Linked DNA regions of Gasterosteus aculeatus: region 2 is linked to region 1. A link is a contact called in public Hi-C data. All regions are on one chromosome and are shown on one strand. The core of a region is the stretch at or near the end of the contact, and the rest is flanking DNA. Distances in the headings are between cores, read along the strand shown. Region 1 holds the start of igfbp5b (insulin-like growth factor binding protein 5b). Region 2 has its middle 21 kb from the start of LOC144388724.

The links. Hi-C and Micro-C count contacts between places; a contact is called where the count stands out from the background.
Region 2: a Hi-C map of skeletal muscle shows a contact between it and region 1, with 2.7 times the contacts expected there. The contact joins the enhancer-like site here to the promoter of igfbp5b in region 1. A contact is called at or near these places in 3 of 6 Hi-C or Micro-C datasets (liver and skeletal muscle).

What each region holds. Positions count from the first base shown.
Region 1 is chr16:6,351,764-6,357,166 of fGasAcu3.hap1.1, forward strand. It overlaps igfbp5b (insulin-like growth factor binding protein 5b), which reads right to left and starts at 2,498. Exons shown (of 4, transcript XM_040201921.2): 1 at 1,499-2,498. The coding sequence starts at 1,832.
Region 2 is chr16:6,515,554-6,520,838 of fGasAcu3.hap1.1, forward strand. No RefSeq gene overlaps it. Among protein-coding and RNA genes, the nearest start is that of LOC144388724, 21 kb to the right of the region's middle. Within about 2 kb of position 1,923, at least 2 of the 9 cell types and tissues checked have open chromatin away from gene starts, as enhancers often do. A contact at or near this core is called in liver, where this site is marked.

The DNA.
Region 1 (5,403 bases), core at 1,248-3,747:
GCCGTGACGTCATTAAGTGGAGAGGTGTTCCGCGCTCTGGGGCGCGAGCGGCTTAATGACTCTTGTCAACAGCCCCAAAATGAGCCCCGGTGGCGGCCTGTTTTATGGAATGAGGCGTGCGGCCGAACCCTTTGTGGTTACCACCTAGTTGTTGACAGGCTGCTAAAAACTCTCGAGCGACAGTGCCCCCCCCCCCCCCCCGTCTCCCCCCTCCCGTCCCCCCAGCCACGGCAAGAAATGCCTTAAATCATTCAGGGCTGCGCTGTCTTTCTCCTCGTCTAACTGTCTCCGTGACTTTTCCTTTTTTTCTCTCTCTCTGAGTCTCTGTCACGCATACAGATTTAGCGGTAATCCGACTCTGAACGCAACGCTCGCGGCAGCTTGCAGCCCTAAATCGATCTGCATTCCGCTTTAACAAGATGCCGTGCGCTTTTTTTCTCTCTTTTTTTGGGGTTTTGTCGCGGAGTGGAATCCTGTTGCTTATTCCCGATTTGTCTGACGTCAAGGTGCGAATGATAATTCAAAAAGGCAGAAGAAGAATAGAAAAGAGGTAGAAAAGCGTGATGCGCTCCTGCGCGCGCGCGTGGGACAGACACTTGTTACAAGAGTGGAAATGAGACGAACTGAACTGTGTCACGTGTCTCCTTAGTGTCCCTTAGAGATAAAACGGAACTGCTTTTTTTTTGTTTAACTGCCCGGATCTTTGTGGAGGCAGTGCGCTGCTCATCGCTATACACCGCAGTTTGACACCCACTGTCCCCGCACCGGAGACACGACTCCAACCGCGGGGTTGGGGACGGGGACGGGGACGGGGGGGGGGCATCATGTGCGTTGTTACCGCAGCAGAGGAGAAAAAAAAGCCTGGTCGCCGTGCGTGTGTGCGGCGACTGCGACCAGCGTTCAACACGACGGTGCCGCTCCAGCCCAGAACGCAGAGCCCGCAGGGCGCTCGGCCGACGGCGCGTTCGTGTCACGAGGGGAAGGAGGAGTGTTTTAAGCTCATGGGGGGTGGGGGGAGGTGGGTTCGGGGGGAGAGGGGGGGGGGGGGGGCAGTTTAATCGAGGCGGTGGATACAAGTTAATCAGACGGCCCCCTCAAACCATCTGTCAAACAGGCGCTCCGTCAGAGAGCAGCGGGTACCGCTTCTCCTACAGTCCCCACCCGGAGACCCAGGACCCCCCACCCCCTCCTGGATCTGGCAAACGTATGACATAAATACATGTAATTTCACCTTGCTGTGGGGGGGTAAATAGGTATAATCGTGAAGTAACCTCGATTCTAGTTGTTTGTGTATTTCCCGCTATGGGCGCAATCCCGCAGCAGCACACAGTGGAACCCCCCATGGGACAAGATATATCACGCACTGCTGTCCCCAATCTAAACGACGCTTAAAAATATATATTATATATATATTATATTTACATCCGGCAGCCGAACACACATTCCCAAGTCGATCCCGACGCATGCATTGAGCCCGGGCAGCCGGTGCGCGTCTTACCTATGGGCGGGTGGGCAGGTTTGTATCCTTTCTCGTTGGTGCACACTCCCCTGCCGTGGAGAAGGGCGTGCAGGGGTTTCTCCTCGCCGCTCCTCGGCAAGCAGCGCAGGCCCTGGGTGCACGTCCCGGTGTACACGCCGCACGCCTGTCCCTCGGATAGGGCGCACGTAAGGCAGCAGCCGCAGCCCGGCTCCTTGACCAGCTGGCAGCCGACCGGGACCGGAGGGCACATGGACAGCGCCTTCTGGTCACAAGGCTCGCACGGCACGTATGAGCCCAAGCACCCGGACAGTCCCAAGATAAATGTCACCAAGAGGCAGAGACTCAGAAACATTGTTGGTGTTCTCTTCAGTTATAAGCATAAACCTCAAATGCGAAGAGGAGGGGGAACAAAAGTAGACTGGTCTAAGCACAATGCCTCAGTCAGATAATCCGATTTTTTTTTTAAAGCTAAAGCCAGGAGTCTTTATCCAAGAGTGTTGCTATTTGCTTAAAACACATTAATTAACGGAGGCTCTGCGCCGTGCACCCTGCAAAAACAGTTCAAATCAACTGCAACTGGAAAAAAAATATATATTTGTGATTTTTTTCTCCCCCTTAGAGATGTCCTCTGCAAGCGTAAAGAAATTCTTTGCACAAAACCTCAACTTCTCTCCCCTTCAGTTTGGGCTCCAGTACTTTCTCCAGCAGAAGTTTCCTGAGCAGACTGATCAACTGGAGAGCTGCCTTGCCTTTTAAAAACAGCCGAGCCCAAACCCCTAACTGAATATGCTATGCAAAACAGCGAGGGAGGGAGGCGCACTTGTTCCACGACTTGGCAGGCGGCCAAACTTTTTTTTTTCTTCTTTTTTTTTTTTTTTTCTTCTTTCTTCTGCTTCTACTTCTTGCTCTCGCCCTGAAGGCTGAGCTGATGCCGAGTAGCAAGAGGCAACAGCGGAGAGAGCAAAGGCAGCCCTCATCCAAGCGCGCACAGCACCGGGGAGACCTGCGGGCTTTCACTGTCTGCAGCTGCAGCTCCACGCTCTCCACGGCGCATGTTTAGAGGGCTCCACGCTGCAGGAGGTGACGTTTATAGTACCGCGCACATAATCCATGCAGCTACATCAAAAAAGTATCTTTTTTTTTTTCAATACGGTTTTTGAGAAGATTCTTGTAATCTTGGAAAACGTCCATGATTAGAGAGTCTCTTTGCAGAGGGGCCCACAATGTAAGAAATAACACAAAAATCACAAATAACATGTATATTTCAATTTGGTGAAAATAAAAACATTTTTAACTTCCATTTTTGGGGAAATATTTTTTTTTACTTTATCATTCTTTCTGGTTGGTGAAAAATAATTTGTTGGTAACTCTGGTGGAGTCATGCATCCATACATCCATTATGATGGATTGAAAGGAATATACTTAGTAAGGAAAAGCATCAAAGGGAAATCTAAAAGGATGCTTTGCATTTACGTTTTTTTCCAAAAGCACCAGAAAGACCAAATGTCTCCTATGGAATCATTCACTTATTTACAGGTTAGGACACAAACATAGACTTGCAGTTATTTGTACCATATATTTTTGATACATCTACAGCTTTTCTATATCTCTTCTTCCGGTTGGTTTTCCTGTGGAGATGACACGCGCAGGGACACTTACCCTGGACCATAACTCACCTAGTCTGCACCTGTTGCTTCCATTGGACATCCTACGTGTAATTGTAGCCAGAAGCAAAATCCACTAGCATCTCTGTCTCTGTCCCTCTCACACACGCACACACACACACACACACACACACACACACACACACTGAGAGAGAGAGAGTCATGTGATCCAGAAGAAAGACAAACAAGAGTAAAAGAGGGGAAAGGATTTCGAGATTTGAAGCATCAACCTGACAAGTTAAATGCAAGCGGGCCTATTATTTTATAGCCTATATTCAGAATAATGCCTGATTGCTTCAGCGTGTGCTCTGCGTGCCTGCACCGCATATGCCCTCTAAATCAGCCCATCCAGGGCTGTTATTTCCATCTCTGCTGCTTTCAGGGCAGATTTTCGTCCTTAAGTAATAGCGTCGTGTCAGGAAGCTGTATATTGCCTGTCCTTCTCACATCCATTCACGTCCACGCGGCCACTCCCTGAACGCGGCTATCATTTGTACCTCCACAGGGAGATGATTTACTCTCAACTTGGTTTAGCAGTTGACCACTAGAAGGCACTGTTAACAATGATAAACTGTGCACAGCAGTCGACTCACATGTCCACCTCAGTAGACTTGGGAACTCGAAGAATCGACGCAATGAATATGCTGTCAGAGCAGCAATAGCACGGTGTAGAGGGCATGTTGCTGTTACAAAGGTACACATGGATCTATAAATAGAGCTACTGAAGTATTTATTCAAAACCAAAAGTGTTCTACATGGAACTAGTGACCGTATAAATGCTTAATCTCACTTACATGAAATTGCATTATAATGGGCGTTTCAAAATGTCTTTGTAATAGCTCTCAGAAATGTGATTTGTTTTCACCACAGCATTAGTGTGGCACATGTTTAGTGTTTCCTTTACTTCAATTCAGCCATGATTGTTTAAAAATTGGTTTACAGAGGATGTCGAAGGGTTCCAGAACCACCGTTTACATATCTTGACTCTTTTTTTATTTTTTATTTCCATGGCTTTTCCTCCGGTTTCTCTTACACGTCTTCATCCATGCTTATCACTTCCCAACTTTTGCATTCAACCATAAACATCTGGATCAGACAGACGTTTCCTCTTTTTCAGAGCTTGACACAAAACGACAGATCCATAGAAAAAAAAGAAAAACCAAAAAAAAGAGGTCTCAAATTAATCCAGCAGCCGCAGAAACTGCACCGAGTGAACTTTGATGGTTCAACCTCTCACCAGCCAGCTCCGGAGCGAAGCACTGTGGTGTAAGTCAGTGCTCCCTCCAAAACCAACATGAGCGGTAAAACCCGGCAAGAGCAAACCAAGACATAAATCTGAGCTGCCCGAGCAGCGATAATGAACAGGATTAAGACAGTAAAGCGGCGTGGATTAACAGTGCACCCACCAAATGTGAGCTGGGCACGAGACGATGGATGGAGAAAGAGGATGACAAATTACAAGGGAAGTGTGCTCCCAAGTACAAGTTCCAGTTCAGGATGTAAAAGATTCTACATGTAGTAATTGTTTAGGTATGTCCATGCAGGACCCAATCCAACTTAAAAGGACTAATGTGTGGTTGAAAATATGTTTGTTGCTCTGATAATGACCCGGGCGGGTTTACAATGGAGCTACAGGTGAAAGTCGGGCACATTGCATGCTGGCGATGAAGGAAGCCTCAGTACGTCTGTTTTAGATGAAGTCACGCTGTGGTATTTTTTTTGTCATTAAACTAAAACAAGGAGTTTCCTTGTATTATTTGTTTTGTTTTGTTGTTTCAGCCAAACATGCCAAGCTCTCATTTGTGCCAAAAGCTCAAACTTGTGTCGTTGCACAACTTGGCTTGTAAATGTTCAGGTTTGATTGCACGTTAAAGGACGTGCCTATGAGTCTCTCATGTGTTCGCCTGCATGTAGCTGTGTTTGTGCGTTTGTGTGTGGGTGTGTGTGTGTGTTTGTGTATGCATTTGTGTGGGCAGGTATTTTTGTGGTTTAAGTCTCCCCATAGATGGAAAATAACGGACACTAAAAAATGCAGCTTGTAATTTTTCATGTTTCACTTCGTCAGGCCGTCACCCTACATATACACAAGAGGGGAGCGCAATACACAAACACTCTTGGACACACAAACAGTCCCATTTCCAAGGATAGACAGAAAAGTGTTGTTGTGTATATCTGTTGAGACCAGACAGCATGGCTCCAGCAATGAACCTGTTGGCACTGTGCATTCTGTCATTTAAAGTGTGGAATTAACTCTGTCCG
Region 2 (5,285 bases), core at 673-3,172, 160 kb after region 1:
GCAATGAAACATGAAAAATATCACAATGAATTCAAAATAAAAATAAGTGGATGAAGAGTGTTTGGGTAGTTTTGACTGAGGTCTTTATTTTTCTTAATGAAATATTTCATTCTTCACTTATATATATTTTTTGATATTTGGTATTATATTTTTCGGTTGCAGATTTAATATTTTCGGATTTATATATATATATATATTTGAAATCTTTGATTCAAGTTGAAATCTCTTCTTCACTTTGTGGTAGATTGCATAATGGGATCACAATTCAAAAGGTGCAACGGGATGGAACGTACACCAATAAGTAGAGCTCATCGCACAGCAATGGGGTTCCTTTAAAGCCAGGGTGCCCAATACGCCGATTGTGAATGACCGGTCAATCAACAAGGCAGTGCAGTAGAGCTCCTTCCGTTGCACCATGCATGCACGCTCGACCGCGGGAGTTAACGGAAAGCTTGGTAGTGCTAATAAGTGATCCTTGATTACTAACGGACAAATTTCATTTAATTCAAAAATTTTGGCAGCTATTTTTGATTTAGTCTTAGTCTTTAGACGAAAAATGCATATTAGTTTTAGTCACATTTAGTCATTTTACTCCTTCTTAGTTTTAGCCTAGTTTCGTTGACAAAAACTAGACTAAAATGTAATTGTTTTAGTCTAGTTTTAGTCACATTTAATAGCCATATTAAACTCCTTTTCTTCCCTTTCAGGCCCAGGGACCCCCTGTGTTGTGTCTACAGCTGCATAATAGTCTAGTTTGCAGTACTTGGTTGTCCATTAGATGTCCCTCCTAGGACAGGTCTATAGCAGGTCGGCAAACTTTTTGACTCACGGCCACAATGGGTTGTAAAATGTGACGGAGGAGCCGGGCCAAGAACAAATGGTTGAAGTGTTTGTGTGAGCTAATAGAAATTACATGTGAAAAATCATTACATGAAAGGATTTGGATTTTAACAAATAGCAAAGCATTTATTTGCAAGGCAATTTAACAAATTGGCAAAGGTGTAACAACTTCATGAGGAGGGTAGATCGCTATGACTTGGTTGATTGACAAGTAGCTTGTGAGTCAAAAAACTGAGCATCCCTGCTTTAAAGCGGACATAACATTTGGCGGCCCCTGTGGACAAAGGCAGTAGTGTCCCAGAGTCTTTTTAGAAAACCTCCCATTATATTGCAGCACGATCTGACAGCCTCTGCAGGTTGAAGTTGTTGATGTCACCAGATGTGGGTATGGTGCTGATTGCATCTGAAGAACCCTGCTAAGCTGAAGAAAAGTCTCCCTGTCTCACATACTTCTGTAGGTTATTTATGGCCATTAGTATGAAATTGAGGCTAATACCTAACAAATGATGAGTTCCTCACAGTAACGTTTAGGGTGTGTTTCACTTGTTCTGCCAAAGATTGGAGTCCTGCATGATGTTACAATTGCACCCAACCTAAATTAATGAGGACTTTTCATGAAAGGTTGATTTTTTTTTTTAATAGAGACTTTGCATGATCTCATCTACTACCTGGCTTCAATTTACAATCCTGGATGCAGTTAAATATGTGTGTGTTTGGATGTGCTTCTGCTTGGGGAAACTTGTGCATGCCCTACACACACTCTACAGATATCCTCTTCTGTTTGTTCAAACACGACCTCTGCCACCCCATTAAGTAGAAATCGGTGTTTACACGTGGGTGTGTGTTTGTGGACAGCACATATACCAAAATGACTAAAAGAAGAGAGGGGGTCGGGGGGGGGGCTGGGAGGGGCGGGGTTCCCATGGAAGTGCTGTGAGCTCTATGATGCCCTCAATTTGTTTGGTTGCTCCTGTCAAGCTAATGAGGTGAGTGAGTGAGGGCAGCCTGATGGAGGCAGAGGTCAGCCAAGAGCCAGCGCTGCCTGCCAGGCTGCTGTGCTTGTGAGGCTGTAGCCCACGGCCCAGACTGCTACTCTGGTCACGCCACGGCCCCCTACCAAGGCCTGGCACAGCGCTCGCCCATCTGCCCCACATGAACACAAACAGCCTGGCAAAGGCAGATTTACACTTGTGCGTATGTGTGTGTGGGGGCTACTTGTCCATTTGAAAAGTATGTCTTTTGGCTCCTACAGTAGATGTTGAAGGCTTGAAAGAATGCACATACACACAATTCACAGTTTGGAGATGTTTCCCTCTAGCCCCCACAAGACCGCCATGAGGGCGGACTGCCCCCACCAGCTGCCAGTAGAGCACTCAGAATGGATGCTTCAGTGCATGCATCAATATGAGCAATTCTTTTAATTATGGGTGTTGTGCTGCTGGTGACGCTGTGTTTCCTGGACACAGTTCAAGTTATTGGGTCATTCTCACAGGCTGAAATCAAATCTGTTCACAATTTACATTCCTGCAGTTAAGTTAAAATATATGTTGTATCTTTATTTCATTTTTATCGCATGTGAATCATAATCAGTATCACATTCAGTTTTATTGGTCATGTATGCTTACATATCTATATATATTAGTGAGGACATATATAGTATTTATTTTGACCATTTATAGGATATAGTACAACTCTTATTATTATCTAGCAGCGTTTTCGAGCAAAGAGAGCATCAAAATCTCTGGGCCTCAAACTCAATGGTTCTGCGGTTTTTGGGAGTTGCAGCTCCGAGCTGAAAATGAGTCGCCACACCTGCTGGTTGCTGCAGCTGTGGCTGTGACACTGAGAGTCCACAGAAATGGAGAAAGGTCAAAGGTGGCCACCTCTCCATCCCCTGAACCCCCCTTAAGCCCTCGGGGTAGTGTAGCAGCACCAGTGTCACACATGTACGTATTAACACACTCACATACACACAGCTGAGGGTGATTTGGCGTAGGGGTCAAGGTCAGGGAGCAGATGGGGCTTTGCGATATGACCTTTGGCAACAGGGCCTTGATTATCCCTCCGCTGGCTCCTCTCTCACTACTGCTGAATGGATTTTAACCAGTTAACCCTCTGCCTCTTCACAGAAACTATGTAGACAACTTGTTGGAAATATAATGTTGCAGTTTTTTGGTTTTGACGGTTACAGTGTCTCTCTACAACAATATGATATGTTACTACAATGTTAACTTAAAACATGACCGTTTTGTACAGTGTGGTACGGTATGTAGCTGCATGGAGCAGCGACCTGTTTTTCGCTACTCCATGCTGAGTTTTGTCTAAAGATTTTTAGAGGAAATCTCCCTTTTTTTAAGAGTGGATAAAAAGGAGCGAAAAGGAAGATATAGAGCTTGTTAACCTAATGAAACACTCAGTGGATCAGTTGTTGTTTTACTGCGGTGGGAGTCAGAAGCTGAGCCAGCAAGTGGTTTGGGTTCATGTCAGGGTCTCCTCTTTCACAGCACAAGTGCAAACGTGACAATGACGCCAGCTTCCACTGTGAGTGGCAGACTCGTTCCTCCTCCGACTCATGATAGGAATCATAAGGACAGGTGTGGCAATCAGCCATTGGACATTATCCTAAAACAAAAATTTAATTATTTTCTATTATTGAACTATTATTTTTGTCAACAGGCCATATCATATAAGAAAGCAGCATGTCTATCCTCCACACCCAAAGCCCTGATGTTAGACCACCTTTGCTTCATACTGCAACTTGTTATTAGCCAACTTATTTATTATTTGTTGGCTTAGATTTGGTTTAAAGTTAGAGGACTTATTGTTATTTTTCCCAGATGTGATCCAAGCTAATGTAACAGGACATAAGCACCCCGTACAGACACTGTTGTTAAGTGGATAGATCTGGACATTACTCACAGGCGGTGACGGACACAGACAGACACATGCACTGGCACGCAACAAACGCGGGAAGGAGACTGCGAAATAGGGAAAAAGGAAGAACTCAATACCAGTGACTGTTTACAGTTGCCACGATTACAGCCCACCCCTTCACACACAGACACACACAGACGCACACGTCCCCACGGTCCCACCAGGCAAATGCATCTGCCAGCGCAGATCCGGCCTGAGCGAGAGAACACTTTCCCAGAGATATCAGTGACGTACATATGTGAGCGAGCACGCTCACACGCTTGCACAGATACACACACACACACACACACACACACACACAAGCTGATGTTGTGTCAGTTGTCGGTCATTTCATTGTTTTCATTTCTTGCTGCAGTGGCTGTTTATTTTAGCAGGGTATCCTCAGGGAGAAAACAGTGGTCCAGTGAGCTATGGAATCCCAATGGGCTCGTTGTGCTGCCCTTCCTATGTAGCATTGGGGTTTCACTATGTCCTGGACATAAATAACCACAGATGCATAACACAGTGATGTATGCGTCTGCTATAGTGTACACAATGCGTTATCATATACGTGTTGAATTCAGTCATATTGGAGCCATCACGACCAGGATTGACCTTAATTTGAGCCCGGAGGTTTTCTAGTTTGGACTCAGACAACATCAGCAGCCTGCCCAGTTTGTGGCAATGGAAAGAATGTGCTAATGAATAACTTGATAAGTGTAAAAACTGTGATAAACGATTTGGGATACGCAGCATACGGAGGAGGGGGTTTATATGCTCTAAGGCATGATCGACATGCAGTAGGGAGGGCTGTGGAGGATGCCGGGGAACGTAGGGTTGGAGACATGTTTGTACTCAGCTACCGGACCAGGCGGCGATCAGAGTCTTGATATTTTGGAGGCCAGATGAGAAGTTCAGTGTTTGCTTTCCTGCTGGGAAACCAATGTGCCCATATCTTCTCCTCACCTTCCGAATCAAACTATAGTATTCAAATCAGGAGAGACAAGTGAATGATAAATATTTAACATTTATTATGCTGGATGATGCTTTCATTAGTTACACTGAATTTATTTGGCACTTGAACTCAAGGAGGGAACTTTACAGATGATGTCTTATGAGCCGTCAAAAGGTTAAGTAGTTTCTTTGACAAACCCTGCACTATAACTAGAGAATATGATCATGGAGGAATACATTTTAGGATGAATTGATTGATGGAGGTTGATTTGTAATGTCAGTTTTACAGCTAGTTAGTCATCAATTTAAAGTATTGGATATAAAGATTAGATGCTGTTTTAATGAGACACACTCAAAAACACAAATTCAACTTCACAATTGCACAAGAGGAGAAGTCAGAGGACCGCCAACAGCCAGGACCAATTTATTTGGCCACTGCAGGGATTGGTCCTAAATTTCATGGAAAATTCCAAACAAATCCAAATTATGAACATGTTGGCGTAAAGAAAAAGTAAAGCCGTAGCCAGTACGAGTCATCGTCTGGGCATCACAAAATATCCAACCAAATTGGCCGGCAA